3 separate regions of the Mus musculus genome follow, and regions 2 and 3 are each linked to region 1. The links are chromatin contacts, called in public promoter capture Hi-C maps. All regions are on one chromosome and are shown on one strand. Each heading gives the region's core, a stretch centred on a gene start, on an enhancer-like site or on the middle of the called end of the contact. The rest is flanking DNA. Distances are from core to core; before and after follow the strand shown. Region 1 holds the start of Sorbs2 (sorbin and SH3 domain containing 2). Region 2 holds the start of Ankrd37 (ankyrin repeat domain 37). Region 3 overlaps Sorbs2 (sorbin and SH3 domain containing 2).

The links. Promoter capture Hi-C pulls out the DNA fragments that hold promoters and counts their contacts.
Region 2: a promoter capture Hi-C map of neural stem cells shows a contact between it and region 1. The contact joins the promoter of Ankrd37 here to the promoter of Sorbs2 in region 1. A contact is called at or near these places in 11 of 39 promoter capture datasets (the 3T3-L1 cell line, cranial neural crest, embryonic stem cells and 6 more) and 1 of 115 datasets of contacts at active chromatin or transcription factors (neural tube).
Region 3: a promoter capture Hi-C map of hippocampal neurons shows a contact between it and region 1, with 7 times the contacts expected there. The contact joins the enhancer-like site here to the promoter of Sorbs2 in region 1. A contact is called at or near these places in 18 of 39 promoter capture datasets (the 3T3-L1 cell line, 3T3-L1-derived adipocytes, the C10 cell line and 10 more), 1 of 15 datasets of contacts at CTCF or cohesin (large pre-B cells), 1 of 484 Hi-C or Micro-C datasets (cerebral cortex), 6 of 115 datasets of contacts at active chromatin or transcription factors (embryonic basal ganglia, embryonic forebrain, embryonic limb bud and 3 more) and 3 of 9 other capture datasets (adipose tissue, liver and pancreatic islet).

What each region holds. Positions count from the first base shown.
Region 1 is chr8:45,505,711-45,509,479 of GRCm38.p6, forward strand. It overlaps Sorbs2 (sorbin and SH3 domain containing 2), which reads left to right and starts at 2,078. Exons shown (of 24, transcript NM_001205219.1): 1 at 2,078-2,247.
Region 2 is chr8:45,998,232-46,002,000 of GRCm38.p6, forward strand. Ankrd37 (ankyrin repeat domain 37) reads right to left here and starts at 1,619. Exons shown (of 5, transcript NM_001039562.1): 1 at 1,386-1,619; 2 at 1,020-1,172; 3 at 166-257. The coding sequence starts at 1,412.
Region 3 is chr8:45,794,428-45,798,196 of GRCm38.p6, forward strand. It overlaps Sorbs2 (sorbin and SH3 domain containing 2), which reads left to right. Exons shown (of 24, transcript NM_001205219.1): 16 at 551-2,131. The region is part of intron 1 of Sorbs2os (sorbin and SH3 domain containing 2, opposite strand); the gene reads right to left. Among named protein-coding and RNA genes, the nearest start is that of Sorbs2os, 23 kb to the right of the region's middle. Within about 2 kb of position 2,029, at least 8 of the 459 cell types and tissues checked have an H3K27ac peak or open chromatin away from gene starts, as enhancers often do. A contact at or near this core is called in cerebral cortex, where this site is marked.

The DNA of each region.
Region 1 (3,769 bases), core at 828-3,327:
TATAACATCTGCATATATATTGTTATTTAAGTGTTTACTTGTGATTTGTTCCTTTCTCTACTTCTATATTAGATATTTGATCTCCTTGTATATACGAGTGGAACACTGAAAATTCATGTGCAGCACTTACTAAGATGGGATTCAGTAGTAGATGTTCTGGACATAAAGTCTGAAAGTCTTATCTTTGGGAGACAGACTAGTGTAACATGCCTGTAATCCCAGCTACTCTGGAGGCTGAGAATGGAAGCTAAGTTCAAGGCTAGCCTGTGGAATATATCATATGTTTCAGGCTCAACCACCCTAGAATCAGCCTCCTGATCTTTAAAAGTAAAAAATAAATCATTTGAAGCAGTCATGTTTTACAGAGAATATTCTTCACACCTTGCTACCTGTCTCTTTGGTGCTAGGTGAAAAAGAAAACCCTAGAAGCTGTATGCACATCCTCTGTTCCCCATTCCATACAATGTTATTCAGTTAGCTACCTTCATTCATTCTCACCCAGTATATGTCCAGAGACCTTCTGTTTCAATCTCTGCAGAGAATAAGGCGTTGGTGTTCTCATTTATGGAGTAGACAGTCAAACCACCAGCTGTTCTTAGGGTGTGTGTGTGTGTGTGTGTGTGTGTGTGTGTGTGTGTGTGTGTGTGTGTCTGTGTGTGTGTCTGTGTCTGTGTCTGTGCCTTTGGTTTTTTGTTTGGGGAGACAAGCTCTCATTATGTAGCCCAAGCTAACCTGGAACCTTCTATTGCAGCCAATGCTGGCCCCAAATGTGGACCTTCAGCCGCCTGCCTCTTGGAGGCTGGTATAACAGGGCTCTGCTGCCACACCTGAGCTTCATTTACTGTAATGTGGCCCCACCTTCGTCCCTCTGTCCACAGCTCAAATGTGCCTTGAGTCAAGGCTTACGGGGAGGAGGAGCACTGGTAGCTGTAAATGTGTAAATATCATTGCTTCTTGATTGCCCTTTGCTGGTTGAAGATGGAGTGTAATCTTAATCTTCTAACCACCTGACTATCTGCTTCCTGCTTTTCTAAATGTGGTTACTATTTTTCTCGTGATTTTTGACCTTGTAAATAAAGGTTTTCAAAGTCAAAACTTTGTGATCAGTTTGGTGATGTTTTGAAAGAGAAAATTTTAAATGTGTGTGGCCAATTCACTATCTTCATTCTAAAGCCTTTTATGTGATGTGTGTGTTCATTTATATATATATATGCATGTTTATGTAACACACATATATAACATAGGTATATCATATATACACATATGTGTATCTATATATAATATATAGTATAAATATGTAATATATATAAATTTACATATAGATTATTATGTTTAAATACCTGAAGCTCTTGACCAATTCATACCCAGTATATGTAAGGCTGTCAAAGGTATACTTTTTGGTTCTTTTCTTGGGTTTAGTAGTTTCAGAAAGTAAAGTTGGTTTTTTGGTTACATTTTTTTCTAGATACCTTGATAAAGGCTTAAGTTCTTTTATCGTAGATTTTTATGTTTTTTTATATCAGTACTTTGTAAAATAAATGATATTGTAAAGACCTTTCATGTAAGCGATTCATAACACATTCTTGAGATGACTTCTGTGCGGTTATCCAACTGCATCTCCTGGCATTTTTAATAACCTTCTTAATATTTCCTGTCATCCCCATCTGTTCGGATTTAAGGTTGATTATCCAGACAAGCTGTGCTACTAAGAGCCACCTGATCACTTCAGTGCATGCCATGCAGGTGTTAGCCTCGTGACGTTTTCAGGGAGGAAACATAAAACCGCCCCTGCTACATTATACTCACATCTCCCAGGTAGGTAGATTACCCAGAACACTGGGAAATTAAGCGTAGACACAATTATAGAGAATCACATCACTGGTCCTTTAAACTCGCTCAACTTAACCTGGCACAGATTCCCTAATGGGCAATTCTCTGACTGTATCCCTAGGGGAAATATTGAGCGTAGGCAAAGGTTAAGGCAGAGGAGTGCGCTGAGACGAAGAGGCAGCCAATCAGATGAAGAGGGTCTAAAGATCCAACGCCTGCAGGCGAGCAGCACCAAACCCAGCTGCTTAGCCTCCTTCAGTTGCGGATGAACAACGCATAGACGTTTGTTGCAAAGGCTTCTTAGCCAGCGAGCAGCACCCCCGTATCTAAGAAGAGAGGGATAGATGCCCAAGCAACTCATTCTGCATAGCAGCTGCCACGACAACCCTCCTTGTGCTGGAATGTGCTCACTTGAAGGTACTGGTTCTTTTACATTAAGCCCCTATGATTTTAAAGAAAGAAGCAGAGAAGGCTGGTGCTGGGGAGACTTTCTGCTTTCTAGTAATGCTTTGTTCCTTCCTTCTCTGGCTAATCCCTGCTTTAAAATGCTTAACCTCTGGCTGAGGCTATGCTAGGCACGATAAAAGGGACACTTTCCATTGCCTAAGCGGACTGCACAGCCCCTTTATTAGGACAGCCTCTTTGTTAATGTTGCTATTGTTCTCAAGGTAAGCTGGTTAATAACGCTGCCTTCAACCCTCGCATCCTGCTACATTCATAACTAAGAATACAGGACAGGAAGGATGAGACTCCGTGTCTTCAAGGTTGTTGCAATTTCTCTAATTATCTACCAGTCTGAGAGACAAAAAGCTCCAAACAACAGCTGATCAAACGTAGAGAAAGAATTTGGCTCATAATTGGATTCCTCTGTGCTTAGGATGCAATGCGAGGTTTATTTAAAAAAAAAAAAAGGCATACACACATACACACACACACCCCACCACCACCACCACTAGCAACAACAATAACAACAAAACACTTTTCAATCCCGCTTAATAATTAAGATGCCTTAATTATCATCTATTACTGAGAGTTAGTGCAACCATTTAAAAGTCAGCAGCATGTGAGGGGGCCCTTGTTTTAGTTGCCAAGGTAATTGGAAGGATAATTCAATATGCTCCAGAGTAACAAAAGACCCCTGAGAAACATGCATTAGATGAGGCACGGAGTTGCTTCATGGGGTGTTTATTTCTCTGAGTGTGTCCTCTTTTTTTTGTCTCTTGTCCCATCAGTATGTTAGCAGAAATAGGTAACACGGGGACTTGCAGGGTGTCTCCTGTACTTACACGTGCATGGCTATTTATCTTATATGTTACATAGGACATAATGGATGCCTAGGATGTGAAATTGTGGATTGAATGGAAGCTCTCACTGGTTAAGCTCTGTGATAGCCTCTGTGGGACATCTGAAGTCATGTATCAGCCGGTTGTGAATGGTGGCCCGAGAGAGAATAGGATCTGTGTTTGCAGAGAATGGGCACAGATGCCTGGCATGCTATGCTGCTTTTGGAGTTGTCTCTAAAAGAGCATGGCACACGGAAAATGTAGTCTTCATAGCAAATGGACAGGGCTGACCTTTTTTGGAGAAGCGATAACATCTTTGTAGAGTTAATTTTTAAAGGTCTTTTCTTTTTTTAGATGTTAAAGCATTGGTAGAGTTTCTGAATTTCCAAACCCAGTGGTATTTTATTACTTTTTATTCCTTTTTCACATGTATTCGCTTTATACGTTTTATTCATTCAGTTATTCACTACTGTCTGTGGAACTAAGTATACTTAACTGTGTAAAGTTATCAGTTGCATTACTATGACAGTCTTTGGCATTTTGGGTTACCCTATTCAAATGTGAATGATTCTACTTACCAAGTGTGACAATCAAGTCAAGCTAGTATTTAGCGCTAACATTCTTCTTATAAAAATCATTGCTTAATAATCAATAGT
Region 2 (3,769 bases), core at 369-2,868, 490 kb after region 1:
GAACATCTGTTTCCACTTACTCTATTTGATAATATTCAATTCCTGGAAGGATAACATTATATTACCAGTTAGGCGAGTATTATTTTTAAGATCATATATAATTAGGAGTATGGTTAATTTAATCCAAGAAACCACAAAGCCTCAGACCACTGATTTCAGACTCACCCAATCTGGACATCACTGGCCACAAGGAGGCTCAGGCAGTCCAGGCTTCCAACCTTTGCTGCCTTGTGGAGTGGAGTTTCTCCCAAGACATCCTGTAAGACAAGACTGCACATTAGGGTCTCCCTAACATTCTGTAGAAGCCAGTGGGCAAAGTAATACCAGCTATTTGAGGGAGCCAGTGAAAACTACCTTGTAACAACTGGATTATTCCACTAATTGTATTTTTCATGAAGTTCTCTTGCTGTGCTAATACAAAGTTTCCATTAATAAAAACATGCCATCATATTTGCACACATTAAAAAATTAAGGGAATGCCAGCACACTATAGAGTTCTATAGAAGCCAAAGGTTTACAATTAAAAACTTCGTCACACTCTAATGAAGATGAAGACTACTGGAAGAATTGATGGTGGGCATGTTTCCCACATACTATTTCCTGGTTGACTGGAACTTGGACAATAGCAAGTACTTTTAAAAGTACAGTAAATACATGCTATATATATATATTTGAAATGTGGTTCGACTTCACTGAGCTATGCCATAAAAGTAAAATACACACTGAATTGGGAACCGTGGTACAAGAGCAAAATAAAATACACATAAATCATTGCTGATATAATTACATACTGAAAGAGTATTTGGGATTAGATTATTAAAAGAAATCCCATGGCTTGTTTTTGTTTTATTAATGTGGATACTAAAAAGTTCCAAGTTACCATCTTGCAGTATGTATTTTTCTCCTGGAAATTCCTATATGCCTGTTTATACCAACTGAAACGGACATCTAGGAAATGTCCGTGCAGACACTGGGTGGAGGAGAGGGTTGTACATAGCAACAATCGGTTACCTAGTTACCTGTTGGTTGAGGTCAGCACCTGTTTGCAGCTGCCAGAGAAGAAAGCACGCAAGGCCGCCACCTGCAGCTAGGTGAGCAGGCGACTGCTCCTGGGGATCCGGAGGTGCGTTCACTGATGCTCCTGTCTCCAGCAAACTCTTAAGGTCATCCTCCTGCAGGAAAAGAACAGCTTGTCACTGTCCTGTCCCGCTCGAGCCCTCTGAGCTGAAAATCCACCCCTCCACGGAAAAAAAAAGAAAACAAGATCTGACAAGGTTTGACTTGGTAACCCAGCAGTTTGTCACTGTCACGTTTGTTAGAGCTCCTAAGACACACAGACCTCTGGGAGATCTAGCCTGCAGGACTTAAAGGGGCGAGAGTCTCACCTCCAAGTTGCAACTAAGCAACAGCATCGCCCACCTAAAGCAGATGACAAGTGTCCCCGGGAGTTCAGAGAGGCAACACTGGCCGGTAAGAATGCAAGGGACTGCCCCAGTTCGGGAGAATTTAAAGCTCTCGGGAACCTGCAGGGCCGCGGCTCCTCCCCGCCGCTCCCCAGCCTGGGAGCGTTCCCACGGCCTGGTTCTGCCCAGCGCGATGTCCCCAGCCCCGCTGCGGCCTCACGTACCCAAACACTGACATGTGCAGCCTGGAACCCCAAGCAAAAGAGGAGGGGGCGGAGCCTGCTGCGCGGCCTGCCAGCTGATTGGCCAGGCCGACCTCCCCCTGGGTCCGCCCTGTTGGGAGCGAAGCCCAGGCGGCCGCAGCACGCGTGCGCAGTGAAGGTGGTGGGCGAAGAGGGTGGAAGGCCTGGCCTTTGCGCTTTGGCGGCGGCCATGATGCGAGCCGAGCTAGGCACGTACTGCTGGGTGGAGTCAAGCCCTTTTAGCCCTCTGGAGAAGCCGCAATCGCCGGTGCATGGCTTTGTGACTGAGAGCACGCACGTAGCCCGGAAAAGAGGGAAGCAGAAGTAGCCCACACCCATCCACCCCCGCAGGCCCCGCGTCCTCCACCTCCAGCTTGGTCCGAAGGTGCTTCCTCCTGCCCCACGTCCTCCGCCGCCGCGCGCGCCGCAGGATGCTTTGGAAGGGGATGCAGCGGTGGGGCGTTAGAGGGCATGTCGATGAGACTGTGACGGAGGGTTTACCATAGGAGATGCTCTCCCAAACCCAGTGAATTACCTATCAGTCAGTGTTGCCTTTGTGAGCAAGGTGGCAATTCCTGTGAAATAAGCCACCCATTGTCACACGTCCCCTGAGGGTCCGAAACCCGTCCTGGTTCCGGCAATAGCTAGTAAATACAAGGAGTTTGCCAAGGGGATGGCCCTCACTCCGGTTATTAGGAATAATAAGAATACGGAAAGGAAAGAACAAAAGATTACCGTGAAGAAAGCAGCCAAGTGATTTAATGTTAGTGATGTGATCTGCTGACAGCATGAACCCCTGCGCTAGGACATGAGAAGGGCTTCATCAAAACCCAGAACCCAAATTAGAGCATCAGATAAGCCTGAGGAACAAAAGGACTCTTCCCAGGATACTACTACTCAAAGCCTTGAAGTCAGTAAAGTCTGAGAAGCAGACCAAAAGAAACAATAATTTAGGGTGAGATTTTAAAACAAACATGGCATTACTGGTAAAATTCATGACAATGTAATAACTGCAAAGTTTGAATTCCTTTTCATGAACCCTGTTGACTTCTGACTGTAGTTAAAGTTAATGGTAGCAGGTGAAACATAGAGGTAAGAAACTATTAACAGCTGGTTAGACATCAAATAACATGTAGAGTTTACTTGACACAGAAGACCGTGTCGCTTAAAATAGTCTATGTTGTGCTTCTTCCTGTAAATCTTAGCTCCTAAGGAAGTTTTATTTAAATATTTGGCTTCCCGTTTTAATGAGGATTCTTTTTCAATAGTTGTAACAGAAGATATCTGAACCAGTATGGTTTTAAAGAACAGCAAGTTTATCATAGTCACAGTTTTCCCAACAAGTCACAAAATTCTCACCCATTAATTTTCACTAACCAATATAATTCTTTAATAAGGCACACTGCTCATTGTGGTGGTCCACAATCTTAGGCTGTTCCCTAGAACAGGGCTTCTTAAAACTTTTTTCACTCATGGCTCCTCAGTGCCTGAAAAAAAAAAAATTGTATTTAACTCTAGTTATATAGGTGTGTACAACAGGTGCAAATCAAACCTGATAATCTGATTTTAATACAGTTCTCTCAGATGTGTATAATTTGACCATTTCTAAGATTGTAATGTAATTTGCATACTAACCTGAGTTCAGTCTTCAGCTCCCACATGAATAACAAAACAAGGACAGCTACCTGCACCTGTCATTCCAAAGCTGGAGGGGGTGAACATAGGAGAATCCCCGAGACTTGCAGTCTGATCCTGACACACACACACACACACACACACACACACACACACACACACACAGCTATTTGAAAACCTAGCCATCTAGAAAAATAACAATGGTGACTTCTACCTTAAGACCTATCTATGACTTCCCCATCCATGGGCTCTCGACCAGGATTACAGTACCAAATATGATATTCTCTCCTGAGGAGCCAGCTTAAAGTCCAATCAGAAAGCAGTTACCCCATGACAGTTGTGCCCCTGTTGCAGTAGTGGGCACTTGTTGCTTGGCCAGGTTTGTATTGTCATATGTGGAGTCCAGCACTAGGTAAAAGCTCTCATGTCTTTCCCCACTCAACAGACTGCACTGCACCTTCTGGCTCTGTGAAAACTAGATAGCAGGAG
Region 3 (3,769 bases), core at 779-3,278, 290 kb after region 1:
AACAAGTCAGTCATGAAATGTTGTGGATTCATCTTTCTCAGATAAAATCCAAAATGTAAAAGAATCCGGTTAATTTTAAGTATTTTTCTTAAATCAACTTCCTTTCCCAAGCATTACACATTAACTGAATGAATTGACAATTTGGAAAGATCATAAGATCATAATTTTTACATTGTTGAGAGAGAGAGAGAGAGAGAGAGAGAGAGAGAGAGAGAGAGAGAGAGAGAGAGCGAGCGTATTATAGATAGAGTTATGGTTTGGACATGGCTTGCTGGCTAAAAGACAATTGAATTGTGCAATAGAAATGTGTTAGCTATACCAAGTGCATTTCATGTGTGATTGTGTTCACTGTAATGTCTACAGAGTTGCACTGAAAAATATTATCTTGCTTCCCTCTGAAATTAAAGCTATGTGTGTTAAGGTGGCCTATATTAAACCCACACTAACTGCCTTCTCTTTGCTGTGCTAATATTGACATGCTCTCCTTTCTCTGCGAACCTTTTAACTTCTCCAAATGTCTTTCTCCTGCCATGCCGCTCTGGACTGAAAGGTGGGGATGATAGCAAAATGTGTCCGCCCCTTTGCAGTTACTCGGGGCTCAATGGCACCCCCTCTGGTGAGTTAGAGTGCTGCAACGCTTACAGACAACATTTGGACGTCCCCGGGGACTCGCAAAGGGCCATCACTTTCAAGAATGGCTGGCAAATGGCCCGGCAAAATGCAGAGATCTGGAGTAGCACTGAAGAGACCGTTTCCCCCAAAATCAAATCACGTAGCTGCGATGATCTCCTGAATGACGACTGCGACAGCTTCCCAGACCCTAAAACCAAGTCAGAGAGTATGGGTTCTCTGTTATGTGAAGAAGACTCCAAAGAGAGCTGCCCCATGACATGGGCGTCCCCCTACATCCAGGAAGTGTGCGGGAACAGCAGATCTAGGCTCAAACACAGGTCAGCCCATAATGCCCCAGGCTTCCTCAAAATGTACAAGAAAATGCATCGCATCAACCGCAAGGACTTGATGAATTCAGAGGTCATTTGCTCGGTGAAATCCAGGATCCTGCAGTACGAGAAGGAGCAACAGCACAGGGGGCTGCTGCACGGATGGAGCCAGTCTTCCACCGAGGAGGTGCCCAGGGACGTGGTGCCCACTCGCATTTCGGAATTTGAAAAGCTGATTCAGAAGTCGAAGTCTATGCCCAATCTAGGAGATGAAATGTTATCTCCTATAACCCTAGAACCCCCACAAAATGGTTTGTGTCCCAAGAGGCGATTTTCTATCGAGTCTCTGCTGGAGGAAGAAACTCAGGTTCGTCACCCTTCTCAGGGTCAGCGAAGCTGCAAGTCTAACACCCTGGTGCCCATCCACATCGAGGTCACCAGCGACGAGCAACCTAGAACACACATGGAGTTTTCCGACAGTGACCAAGATGGGGTTGTGTCCGACCACAGCGACTACGTTCACGTCGAAGGGTCGTCCTTTTGTAGTGAAAGTGACTTTGACCACTTTTCATTCACATCCTCTGAAAGCTTCTACGGATCGAGCCATCACCACCACCATCACCATCACCATCACCGACACCTCATCAGCTCCTGCAAAGGCCGATGCCCGGCTTCTTACACTCGATTTACCACAATGCTAAAACATGAAAGAGCTAAGCATGAAAACATGGACCGACCCAGAAGGCAAGAAATGGATCCTGGCCTGTCTAAGCTTGCATTTCTAGTCAGCCCTGTGCCTTTCCGAAGGAAAAAAATCCTGACTCCCCAAAAACAGACTGAAAAGGCAAAATGCAAAGCCTCAGTAGTTGAAGCTCTGGACTCTGCCCTGAAAGACATTTGCGACCAAATAAAAGCCGAAAAGCGGAGGGGAAGCTTGCCAGACAACAGCATCCTGCACAGGCTTATCAGTGAACTGCTGCCACAGATTCCTGAAAGGAATTCATCTCTTCATGCTCTCAAAAGGAGCCCCATGCACCAGCCTTTCCACCCACTGCCTCCAGATGGTGCTAGTCATTGTCCCCTGTACCAAAATGATTGTGGGAGAATGCCTCACAGTGCCTCTTTCCCTGACGTGGACACAACCAGCAACTACCACGCACAGGACTATGGGAGTGCACTGAGCCTCCAAGGTGGATGCTCTTTCCTTTCTTTGTCTCACGTGGCACAGATCCCATCCTTTCTCGTATTCGTTTTTTTCCCATCCTGCATCTCATCACTCTTGAGCCGTGAGACCACGTGACGTCATTATGTGTTGCCAAGGAAAGAGCTGTGTGGTGCGGCGTGTTTGACTACGTAGTTCTCATTTGCCTGTGTGCTATTTGACATTCATGTGTTGGCTGAAAGTACTCATCAATTCACAAACATTTACTCACTTAAAACTAAAAGAAAACGCAAATTTGTCACTTAATAAAAACAAGTCGGATGTTGTTTAAAAAAAAAAAAAAGAAAGAAAGAAAAAGAAAAGAAATGATAAATCTCCACATTCTTAAAGGCTATATTTACTTATACTAATGCTATACAGCATGCTTCACAAACAGTAGATCCAAATGTTTTTTAAAAAGCAGGCTATATAACTGGAAAGCTTCAAATCAAGACATTGATTCAAATCCAGAAACCAATTTTCTAGCAAAATAACCCATTTTCTTTGGCTATCTAATATCCTAAAATAATCACCTCTCAAATTCAAAAGGCTAAATCAAGACAAAAACTATAATTCAATATATGTATCCCTAAGATATATTTAGATTCATTATGAACCAAAGCCAGTGGTTTCATGGACTTTTCTTAGATTTTTATATTAACCTTAGAACACTATACTTATTCACGCAAAGAAGTTGGTCCCCACAAATTGTTTACTAACTCCCTCCATTTAAAGGGCACAATTTGAAAAATAAATAAAGGGCACAATTTGGATGGAATTTTGTAAATGTATCTTTTAGATATAGATATGACTTCTATCATTCAAGGATCTCATTTTCTTCTTTCTATTACTTGATATACACACTTGCTATTTCTGTTAGGATAAACTTGTACTGAAATGTGAATTGGATTATGCTAAACATGACTCTTGAATAAGTCCATTTCACAGTTAACACAAATGTTAGAAGGCAAATGACAGTTCTAACCAGAGGTATTTACTGAAGTTAACATAACTTTATAACAGCATGCTTTGGTGCTTTTAGCTACTTCCCAAGTGAATCTGTGTAGGACAGACATGTCATGAGGCTGGAGTAAATATTCCAGACTTGGGAGTGGGCTGTCAGTAGCGAGGCTTTAGACACTAGCTCTGCAGAGAGCTTTAGCTAGATGCATTGTCCAACTGAAACCAACATGAGTCAATGGATTTGTATTATTATAAATGCATTTGTATTATTATAATATAATATTATTATATTGAGAAATTGAAGGACAAAGAGGATAAAGTTTCTCAATATAACACAGATTACAGTAACAGCAAGAGAAGTCAAAGCCCTGTTAACTAAAAATATACAGCATAAAATATAATTTCTAATGGCAAAAAACCACAAAATTGTTACTAACGACTGGACAATTTTACTTATTGGTATTTACCTTCACTTTAATTTGTACTGTACAACATGCTGGAAAACAATAAATTAGAATAAAAGGGGATGAGGTGATGGCTCAGTAGTTAACAGTCATTGCTTATCTACCAGAGGACCCGGGTTCAGTTCCCAGTGTGCACATGGCAACTCACAATGGTCCATATCTCCAAACCCAGGGAAAGACTGCCATCAAAGACACTGCAC